Linked DNA regions of Mus musculus: regions 1 and 3 are each linked to region 2. A link is a contact called in public Hi-C and promoter capture Hi-C data. All regions are on one chromosome and are shown on one strand. Each heading gives the region's core, a stretch centred on a gene start, on an enhancer-like site or on the middle of the called end of the contact. The rest is flanking DNA. Distances are from core to core; before and after follow the strand shown. Region 1 holds the start of Aplp2 (amyloid beta (A4) precursor-like protein 2). Region 2 overlaps Snx19 (sorting nexin 19). Region 3 holds the start of 1700023A20Rik (RIKEN cDNA 1700023A20 gene).

Region 1 (2,700 bases), core at 45-2,544, 770 kb before region 2:
TGCCACGGTATGATACAGCCCTCTCAGCATTCTGAGGTGGGTGAAATGACATCTGTGTAAGGTGTTTCCTGTAGGTGGAATGGAGGATTGTGGGAATGGAGCAGGAGCAGGAAGGGCTGTGCAATGGAAAGGTGTCTGGCATCCATTGAGAATGAGGCAGAGCCAGTTTGACCACAGCGGGACTGCTTACGTTGGCGTGCAGTTGCAGAATGCATCTGTAAAATACAGGGTCCTTACTGTCCCACTCTGCCCACTATAGACACTGTCTCTCCCTCTCCACTAAGATGCTTCCTGCGGAGAGGAACTTGGTTCTTGATATGGTTGAAGCTAAAGAAATGAGTCCAGGTCTCTGCAGAGGGTGGTACATAAATCACCCGCTACGGAAAGGAAACAAAGCCAGCAGAGCCCTCGTGATGGAGAGGACAAGGTGCCAGTTGTGAACTGGGGCAGCAGGCCGCTTTCCCAGGAACCAAGATGCTGGGGAGCATGAAAAAAGAGAGAAAGCGTGTCTTTTGCTTTAGAGATCTTAAACTGAAGAAAAATGATGCCAGAATCCTGTCCTGAAACACATGAGAAGGGGGGTGGGGGGGTGGGAGCTTGTGTTTCAGTGGCCTGGCGCCACTGGCCTCGGCGGGGAAGGCCTCTCTGTGCCGCAGGGGCTGTGACGACGAGGAGGGGCAGGGAAAGGACCTAAGGAGCAGAGGTCAGCGGTGTGCAGACACTGCGGGTTCAGGGGCGAAACAAGGGCGCAGAGGTCTGGGGGGGAAGAGCGCGCCCCGTGCAGCGCTGGGGAGAGCAGAATGTCGGCGTTCATCCTCCAGGGCGACAGGGTCGGTCCTCTGCAAACCGTCCGGAACTCCCAACAATTCATCCTGTTTTTAATTAAAACATTTTCCAGAAGCCCCAAAGAGGGCGGTACCCAAAGGAATATGGAAAATATCCTGCAGGGTTAGGGGAGTGGGGCGTGCCCAAATCCCGATGCTGAAGGTGGATGATGTAGAGCCACCCCAGGAGACAACCAAACAGGAGCCTCCCGCCCTGGGAACAGCGGCCCACGGTCTACCCGCGAAGACTCCTGCGCCCCCAGCCTCGGGTCCAGAGCGGGGGCGGGGCTGGCCGTGGCTTGGGGCGGGGCCACGAGGGGGCACGCGCTGGGCGGGGAGGGGAGTCGGTGTATCCGTGCTCTGATTGGACCTGGGCTAAACAAGGGGAGGTATCTTAGGCCAGTTATGCCGGCTCGTATTGGGTCCTGTCGAAGAGGGGCGTGGTTTTGTGAAGTCAGTTCCGGTCGATGTAAAACCCCCGGGGCGGCGGCGAACGGGCTTCAGACGCTTCTGGGTCGCGGTAGGGAAGCGCTGTAGCCTGGCTGTGCGAGAGACGGGGAGAGCCCAGCGCCACAGCGACCTGGAGAAGGATGGCGGCCACCGGGACCGCGGCCGCTGCGGCCACCGGCAAGCTTCTTGTCCTGCTGCTGCTCGGGCTCACGGCGCCCGCTGCGGCTCTGGCTGGCTACATAGAGGTGAGGACCAGGCGAGCTCCCGATCTGCGTCTCCTCCGGTCGCCCGGGAGCACGGCCTGTGGGCGGGCGTGGGACCGGGGGCGCGGCGCGAGGCTCGGCGCAGCGGCGGGTTGCCTTCCCCCCACCCCGCCCGCGCGCCTCAGCTTTGCGCAGAGCTTAGCGCCGAGGTCGGGCTGCCTCTGTCGCCGCAGAGGCCAAATGAAAGGCGTCGGGGCTGCGGGGCCGCCCCAGCCCCCTACCCGCTGGCGGCGCCGCCGCATCCTCGGGGACACCGCACCGCGCGCTCTCCCTCCCCCGGGGCCGTGCGCGCCTCAGCCGTGCGCCCTGCGGCCCCGCGGCGCTCTAAATGGGGCGGCCTGCACCGGGTCCCCGGTGCCCGCAGCGGTCGGGGGCCTGGGCTTCGGGCTCGCACCTTGACGGTCGGCGCGCAGCAGTCGTTGACCAGGTGGACTTGGCAGCGGGGATGCGGCTCCAGCCCTGGCGAGTGGCCGAGATGCCGAGGGAGCGGGGAGAGGAGGCGCCGCCAGGGCAGCGGGGCGCTCTGCGCCCTCCCTTGCCTCCCAGTCGTTTGCACAAGTCTGGCAAACTAGGGAGCCCGGCTTTCCTCCTCCCAGGGGACGTTGAAGCTATCCACCAGTACATTTGGAAAGCTTCAGGGGGTACTTTACGTGGGTCAGGGTCACAGTGATTGTTCTGCACCAGAGGTCACCCCCGTTAACCTGGTGAAGTCGTCTAGGGTCCCAGGTGGTTGGCGGGAGTTCAGGCCGCTGGAAGAGCCAGGATGTCGGATGTGGAACCCGTACTGCAGCTTGCTCTGCACCTAGCCTCCCCGCAAGAACCCTCTGTCGCCTAGGGAGACATGGGACTTTATTTTTACTTACTTTCTCGAAATAATGCTTGAACTGTAGGACTGGACTGTGTGTTTCTGGTGTTGTTTATTTCTTCTTGCGCCTGCTTGTATTAAAAAAAAAAAAAAAACCCACCGTGGCTTTCTGTACGTTGAGCCAGTGTCAGAGATTGCGTTTGATAAAATAGGCATGACCTGAGAATGTTCTAATTAAAAACCCGGCTCAGAGTGAATTCATTTCTACAGAATGTGTAAATATTTCTATTGGTAAAAAGATCTAATGAGGAAAAAAATCTTCCGGATGGCACATCTTAAAACAATCTTTGTATTCATC
Region 2 (2,724 bases), core at 42-2,541:
CTGCTAGTGAGACTGTAATAAATGTCAGGTTCTTTCCTATTGTAACTGCTTGTGTCCTTTTGGTGGCAGGTCTTGAGTTTCCCTTAAGAAGTAACTAATGTCACAAAGGCCCCTCAGGCTGTTACACACATACACACCAAGAAAGTCAGCTTGTGTGGAGTTCTACCCATATAATGCCTATGACTCCAGAGTGACATAAGAGAAGAGTAGCAATAGTGTTCACATCAGCCATTGGTGATTGTCCTTGGGAGACACACAGGTATCCCACTGGGCAGCCCACACTCTCCAGTGATCATACCTCTGCCACCACCTTCTGGAATTTCTCAAGAGCTGGCTTGTTAAGCAATACCTTTCCTAAGAGGACTCCATGACCTATCAGAAGCTCTAGAAATTGCCATTTACTATTTAATTTTCTCCTGGGCTTGCTGTTTGTCGGATTCCTTCACCCTGCATGTTCTCTTCTTCTCAGTATAGTGGCTTTTTGAACTTTTAACTCTCCTCTCCTCCCAGGTCACTGAAACTTTGTTCTCTACCATGTCAGGTAAGTTCCTCTCCATATGTCCCCAACACACAAACACATACTCATTTCCTCTCTCACTACACTTTAAGAAATGTAGACAGAGATGCCAGGAATGTGTCTGCTGCCCTTCTGACATAGGGTCTGATGCCATCTTCGGGGCCATGGGGAGGGCAGAGCCAATGGATATGGCATTCACGTACTCGGATGCTGGCCTGGCTCCTATTTTTATCGTGGCATGGCTCTGGGCATCTAGGCAGGGAGCTGGTCCAGCTTCTTCTCATTCCTTTACTCTCTACATCAGGGCTCCAAAATAATTCTACCCCTTACCTTGGCTGGGTCTTCCTGCCCCAAGCCTTCTACCATCAATGGGGCGCAGTACCTCTCTCCTTCCCCCCAACCCAGACTAGTTCTGAGTACTTTTCCAGTTTCCTAAATCCATTTCTGATGCATACAGGGAACTGTAAAATATCTTCTGTTTCGGACACAAGACGTTTGCACGAGCTGGATTCATTCGTTCCCTGGCTTAGACTGCTATCCTCACTCCCCTTTCCTCCCAAATAAGGAGTTCTCCTTGTTATATAATTGGATATTCCCAGCACAGAAGCTGACATGAGGTCAGCCACGCATGCGTGCAACACTTGCCTTTGACTTAACCATGCCTTTTTTGGGCATCTAACTTCTCTTGAGCTTCCCTCCCCCACTCTCTCCACACCATCAACAATCAAGGGAGATTTATAAGCCTGGCACAGCCCGGAGCTCCTCCAACGTTGGCTCAGAAGGAGGGGTCATGAGGTTGAATTTACTCTGTCTCCCCCTGCCCCGCCTTTGCAGCTAGAGAGAGTGTGCTTACAATCTGGCAGGAGTCCCTGGAGTCCAAGGCAGTTCTGTATATAGGTCTTTCAAGGGAGCAGGGAGTGGAGGAAGCTGGAAGCAGCAGAAGCGAGCATGTCTGCATGGAGATAATGACGCCCAATGGTGGGAAGAGAGGACATTTTGAGGGGCACAGCACCTATATCTAGGTGGCACCCCCTCCTGGACACCAAGACTGCACAGCGCTTAGGAAAGGTAAAGCAGGCACAGCAGCCATCTGTGGCCAGTGACAGCCACCATGTACCTTAAAGCACAGAGAAGGCAGGAGCCCAAGCGCCCTGCAAAAGACTATGGCTCCAGTATTTAAGGTTTCAGACAGAAATGTGGGTGACAGTCATGGGGACACTAGGAACTTATATGCCATCCCTTGTAGTGGGGTCAGGGTGGGTGTGTTGGGTGTGTGTGTATGTCCTGCAGCTTCAGGAGAGGTCAAATTCCCAGCTTTTTTGCTTACCACACAAACACCTTTTTAAAAAATAATGACTACAGTTTTCCTAGGGGGCAGTTAGGGAGGCTACCATCGGAGGTCAGAGGTGCTCTCCTCGCTCCAAGTAGATATGGGCATGCAGTTTGGAGTCTATAGACTACCTGATCATCTCCTCTTAGGGGGACTAGGGGATAGTTGCTGCTCAGAGCAGTGACTTTCAGGTCTTCCCTTGAAGCCATGGAGCGAAGGTCTAACCCTGACAGTTAAGAGAACCACTACAGATGAAACATGGAAAAGCATGGATGGTTTCCCTTCTGCATGTGTTATTTATGAACCTTATGGTTTGACTTAATAACCCCAATTCCGTATAAACCATAGATTCCCCCAGGTTATAAGTGGGGATCATAAATACCTCTTTCACAGAGCTCTTTAAGTGGATTAAACTATAAAATATGCTCAAGGTGTCACATATAGTGTCTGTGTGAATTACCTCTCAATAAACATTTGCTGCATAGTGAATACATATAAGCCAATAAGATTATCCATTGAAATAGTAACTTCTGAAGTGAGCCCTGTTTTCTTCACATTATTACACATACGCCAACTTGTTGATGGAAGACTGTGGACCACAGGAGTCAAATCCTTGAAGCCTTTGGATGGAGGGAAATGGTCCATTCTGGAAAGACCAGGACTTCCCCCCTTTTCTTACTTCTATTAACAAAAGTACCTAGAACATTATAAAGCTAGAATGCATCCTGAGAGCCAAATAAAAACACTATAAAAAGATGGGAATCACTTATGGGGAAAGAGAGTTCTTGAGCAGAGAAGGAGGTGGTCCTCCTTTAAGGTCAGCCTATGGATGGGTGGGGTGGGGTGCCAACCACCACAGTTCTAAACCTGGCACTAA
Region 3 (2,700 bases), core at 41-2,540, 940 kb before region 2:
GGGCCGTCACTATCTGTGACATCTTACCTCACCAGGTGTCAGGCTCCTTACCTGTAGTTAAGGAGGAGTTGGACCAGGCCCTTCCTACCTTTCTTTTCTCTTAGGATCTTAAAGGGAATCTCCAGCTAAGTGAGCTTACATTAACAGTGAAGATCCTTCCCACTTCCCAAGTTCTCAAATGATAATGGGTAAGTCTGTAATATACCTAGAATGGAAGCTCTTTTCTGCAAAATGATTTCACGTTCTGACAGTATTTCAGATCAAGGAAAGATACGGCGAGTGTTACATGGACACAGCTGTGTGGTCCCCAGGTAACTGTGCGCGCTCATCGTCAGCACACAGAGAATTGAGGACATCCTGCACGCATGTAGCGCCTAAATAACTGAGTGAAAGTGAGAAAGGAGCAAGACACCTGCACGTAACAAAACTTAAAAAAAAGAAAGAAAAAAAGAAAGGAAGGAAGGCCGGCAGGCAGACCGACAGACAGAGGCAACCTGATGCTTAGAATAAACTCCTCTTAGCGTAAGTGGCATAGACAGCGTGCAAAGCCAGTTACCTCATCTGACAGGTGCACAATGTACACAACTCACTCAGAAGCTGCTTCCAATACCGGCGGTTGATTAAGCTACACATAATTATCTAGCGACAACCGCTGCCTTGCCACTTATTCTGCACAAGAACTCAAAATACAAAAACAGGGGCGCTGCTAGCGAGCCGGAACCCCGGAAGCTGCCGATTTCTAAGTGTTGGGGGTGTCCCGGGCTGCTTCGCTAGACCAGGAAGGCCTCTTCTCTGCACCTGGGCTAGCCCACCCTCTAGACCCTCGCGAGCAACCAGCAAGCAAGGACCTCGGACCGCAGCCCCACGTCGCCAGCCCCACCTGCGCGCAGCGCGCCGCGGCCCGCCCCTCCCCCACACGTCCTCCCCCTAACCCTCGCCCACCCGGCAGCCGCACGCCACGCGTGGGGCCCGCCGCGTGCCCACGGCAACGCCCCGCTTCTCCCTTTCTCCCCGCTTCTCCCCTTCCCCCGGCACCCACCAAACCCGACGCCTGGGCCCGCCCTCACCTCAGCAGAGTCCGCGGGTCTCACCCGGGGTTCGTCGGGCCGTGGGCTCCGAAACGCGCTCGCTCCCGCAAGGCGTCTGGGTACGCGCACGTTCCGGGCTCCGGCAGCGGAAGGGGCGGGACCTGTGGGGCGAAACCTAACGGCGGGGCGGAGCGTATTGGGCAGGACGGGCAGGGGCGGAGCCTGTGGCAGCACCTGAACCGCCCCGACGCGTCTGGTGCCACAAGCTACGTCGGTGCGGAGAAGGCACGATCCATTCTGTGCGGGGTTCTCCTGGCTCAGGAGCTTTGGAGGATAGAGCGATGTCGCCTTTTGTCAGCTGCGAAGCAAGAGCACAGTCTGACAGGCACCGTGCTAACCACCACTTCTTGTGTGACAAAATTTTTCCAGGGGATACTCAACACGACAAATCAAAATACCGAGACCACCCAAGTCCAACTTGGTGAACTACTATTGGGATTACTTGCAGGCATATGGGTGAGGGTTTACTTAACAAGAGCAGAAATGACTTAGCTGAAAAACCAAGGCTCACCCCAGCATGAGTGACAACTCACAAAAGCTGGGAACCTGAAACACTGCACAGCCTACAAGCAGCTCAACAGGTTGCAATGAGTCCTTTCCAGGTGCCTCAGTTGGTCTACACCTTTCCAGGCAGCTCAGCTGGTTTCTGCTGCCTCCAGGTAGCTGGTCTGGCCTCAGAGTCGACTTTGTAGCTTTTTCCCCAACTCAGAATCCTCAGTTTAGCGTCCTTCCATCTGAGAAGGTCTCTCAGCTTTTATCGTTTATTCTGGCAGAGAGGAGCCTAAAGAATCTGATCCGTTTCGGGGACTTCCTGAAGCTATTTTGAGTTGCTTAAAGAGCTTTTCTTGAGTTGTTTAAAGAGCTTCCCTGCAGAAGAAAACTGTTAGACACCACCACTCTGTCGGGAAGGCTTTGCTGAGGCCACCAGACAGTGGAGGACCTCTTGCAGTCTTGAAGGTTGGGAAATATAACACAGACTCTAACCCATGTCTCCAAGTCCGCACAACTTGCAGAAAGTGAAAACATCGACAACTTACTCTTATGATTCATCATTACGCCTTCTTTCTCTAAGACCGTCTTATTTAGAATGTCTTCTCAAGTATTCTACAGTTCACCCTCTGGTCCTGCGTGGGTTAGCCACTGTTCCTTCGGTTTAATAAACATGTCAGGGGAGCAGGGCATGCCAGGCATGTCCTTCTCTCAGTGGAAAATAGTGCTTTCCAAATAAAGCCAAATCTTTGCACCCATGCGCACGCGCACACACACCCACTGACTCTATAAGCGTCCTTGGATCAGCGGGGCATGGTGGCGCAAGCCTTTAATCCCAGCACTCGGAAGGTAGGCAGAGGCAGAGAGGCAGAGAGGCAGAGAGGCAGAGAGGCAGAGAGGCAGAGAGGCAGAGAGGCAGAGAGGCAGAGAGGCAGAGAGGCAGAGAGGCAGAGAGGCAGAGAGGCAGAGGCAGGTGGATTTCTGAGTTCAAGGCCAGTCTGGTCTACAAAGTGAGTTCCAGGACAGCCTGGGCTATACAGATAAACCCTGTCTCGAAGAAAACAAAAAACAAACAAAAAAGATGTCCTTGGATCCTGTTGGAATTAGAAACCACCAATTAGAA

What was found. Promoter capture Hi-C pulls out the DNA fragments that hold promoters and counts their contacts. A called contact is a pair of places that touch in the nucleus more often than the background predicts.
Region 1: a contact with region 2 is called in a Hi-C map of uterus, with 2.6 times the contacts expected there. The contact joins the promoter of Aplp2 here to the enhancer-like site in region 2. A contact is called at or near these places in 2 of 39 promoter capture datasets (liver and pre-B cells), 1 of 484 Hi-C or Micro-C datasets (uterus) and 1 of 9 other capture datasets (embryonic stem cells).
Region 3: a promoter capture Hi-C map of liver shows a contact between it and region 2, with 5 times the contacts expected there. The contact joins the promoter of 1700023A20Rik here to the enhancer-like site in region 2. A contact is called at or near these places in 14 of 39 promoter capture datasets (the 3T3-L1 cell line, 3T3-L1-derived adipocytes, the C10 cell line and 8 more), 3 of 484 Hi-C or Micro-C datasets (CD4 T cells, cortical neurons and olfactory sensory neurons), 3 of 115 datasets of contacts at active chromatin or transcription factors (astrocytes, bone marrow-derived macrophages and large pre-B cells) and 3 of 9 other capture datasets (adipose tissue, liver and pancreatic islet).

The regions. Positions count from the first base shown.
Region 1 is chr9:31,210,442-31,213,141 of GRCm38.p6, reverse strand. It overlaps Aplp2 (amyloid beta (A4) precursor-like protein 2), which reads left to right and starts at 1,294. Exons shown (of 18, transcript NM_001357698.1): 1 at 1,294-1,519. The coding sequence starts at 1,415.
Region 2 is chr9:30,443,933-30,446,656 of GRCm38.p6, reverse strand. The region is part of intron 8 of Snx19 (sorting nexin 19); the gene reads right to left. Among named protein-coding and RNA genes, the nearest start is that of Snx19, 18 kb to the right of the region's middle. Within about 2 kb of position 1,291, at least 30 of the 459 cell types and tissues checked have an H3K27ac peak or open chromatin away from gene starts, as enhancers often do. A contact at or near this core is called in adipose tissue and uterus, where this site is marked.
Region 3 is chr9:31,384,638-31,387,337 of GRCm38.p6, reverse strand. It overlaps 1700023A20Rik (RIKEN cDNA 1700023A20 gene), which reads left to right and starts at 1,290. Exons shown (of 1, transcript NR_165167.1): 1 at 1,290-2,335. Nfrkb (nuclear factor related to kappa B binding protein) reads right to left here and starts at 1,146. Exons shown (of 26, transcript NM_172766.3): 1 at 1,068-1,146.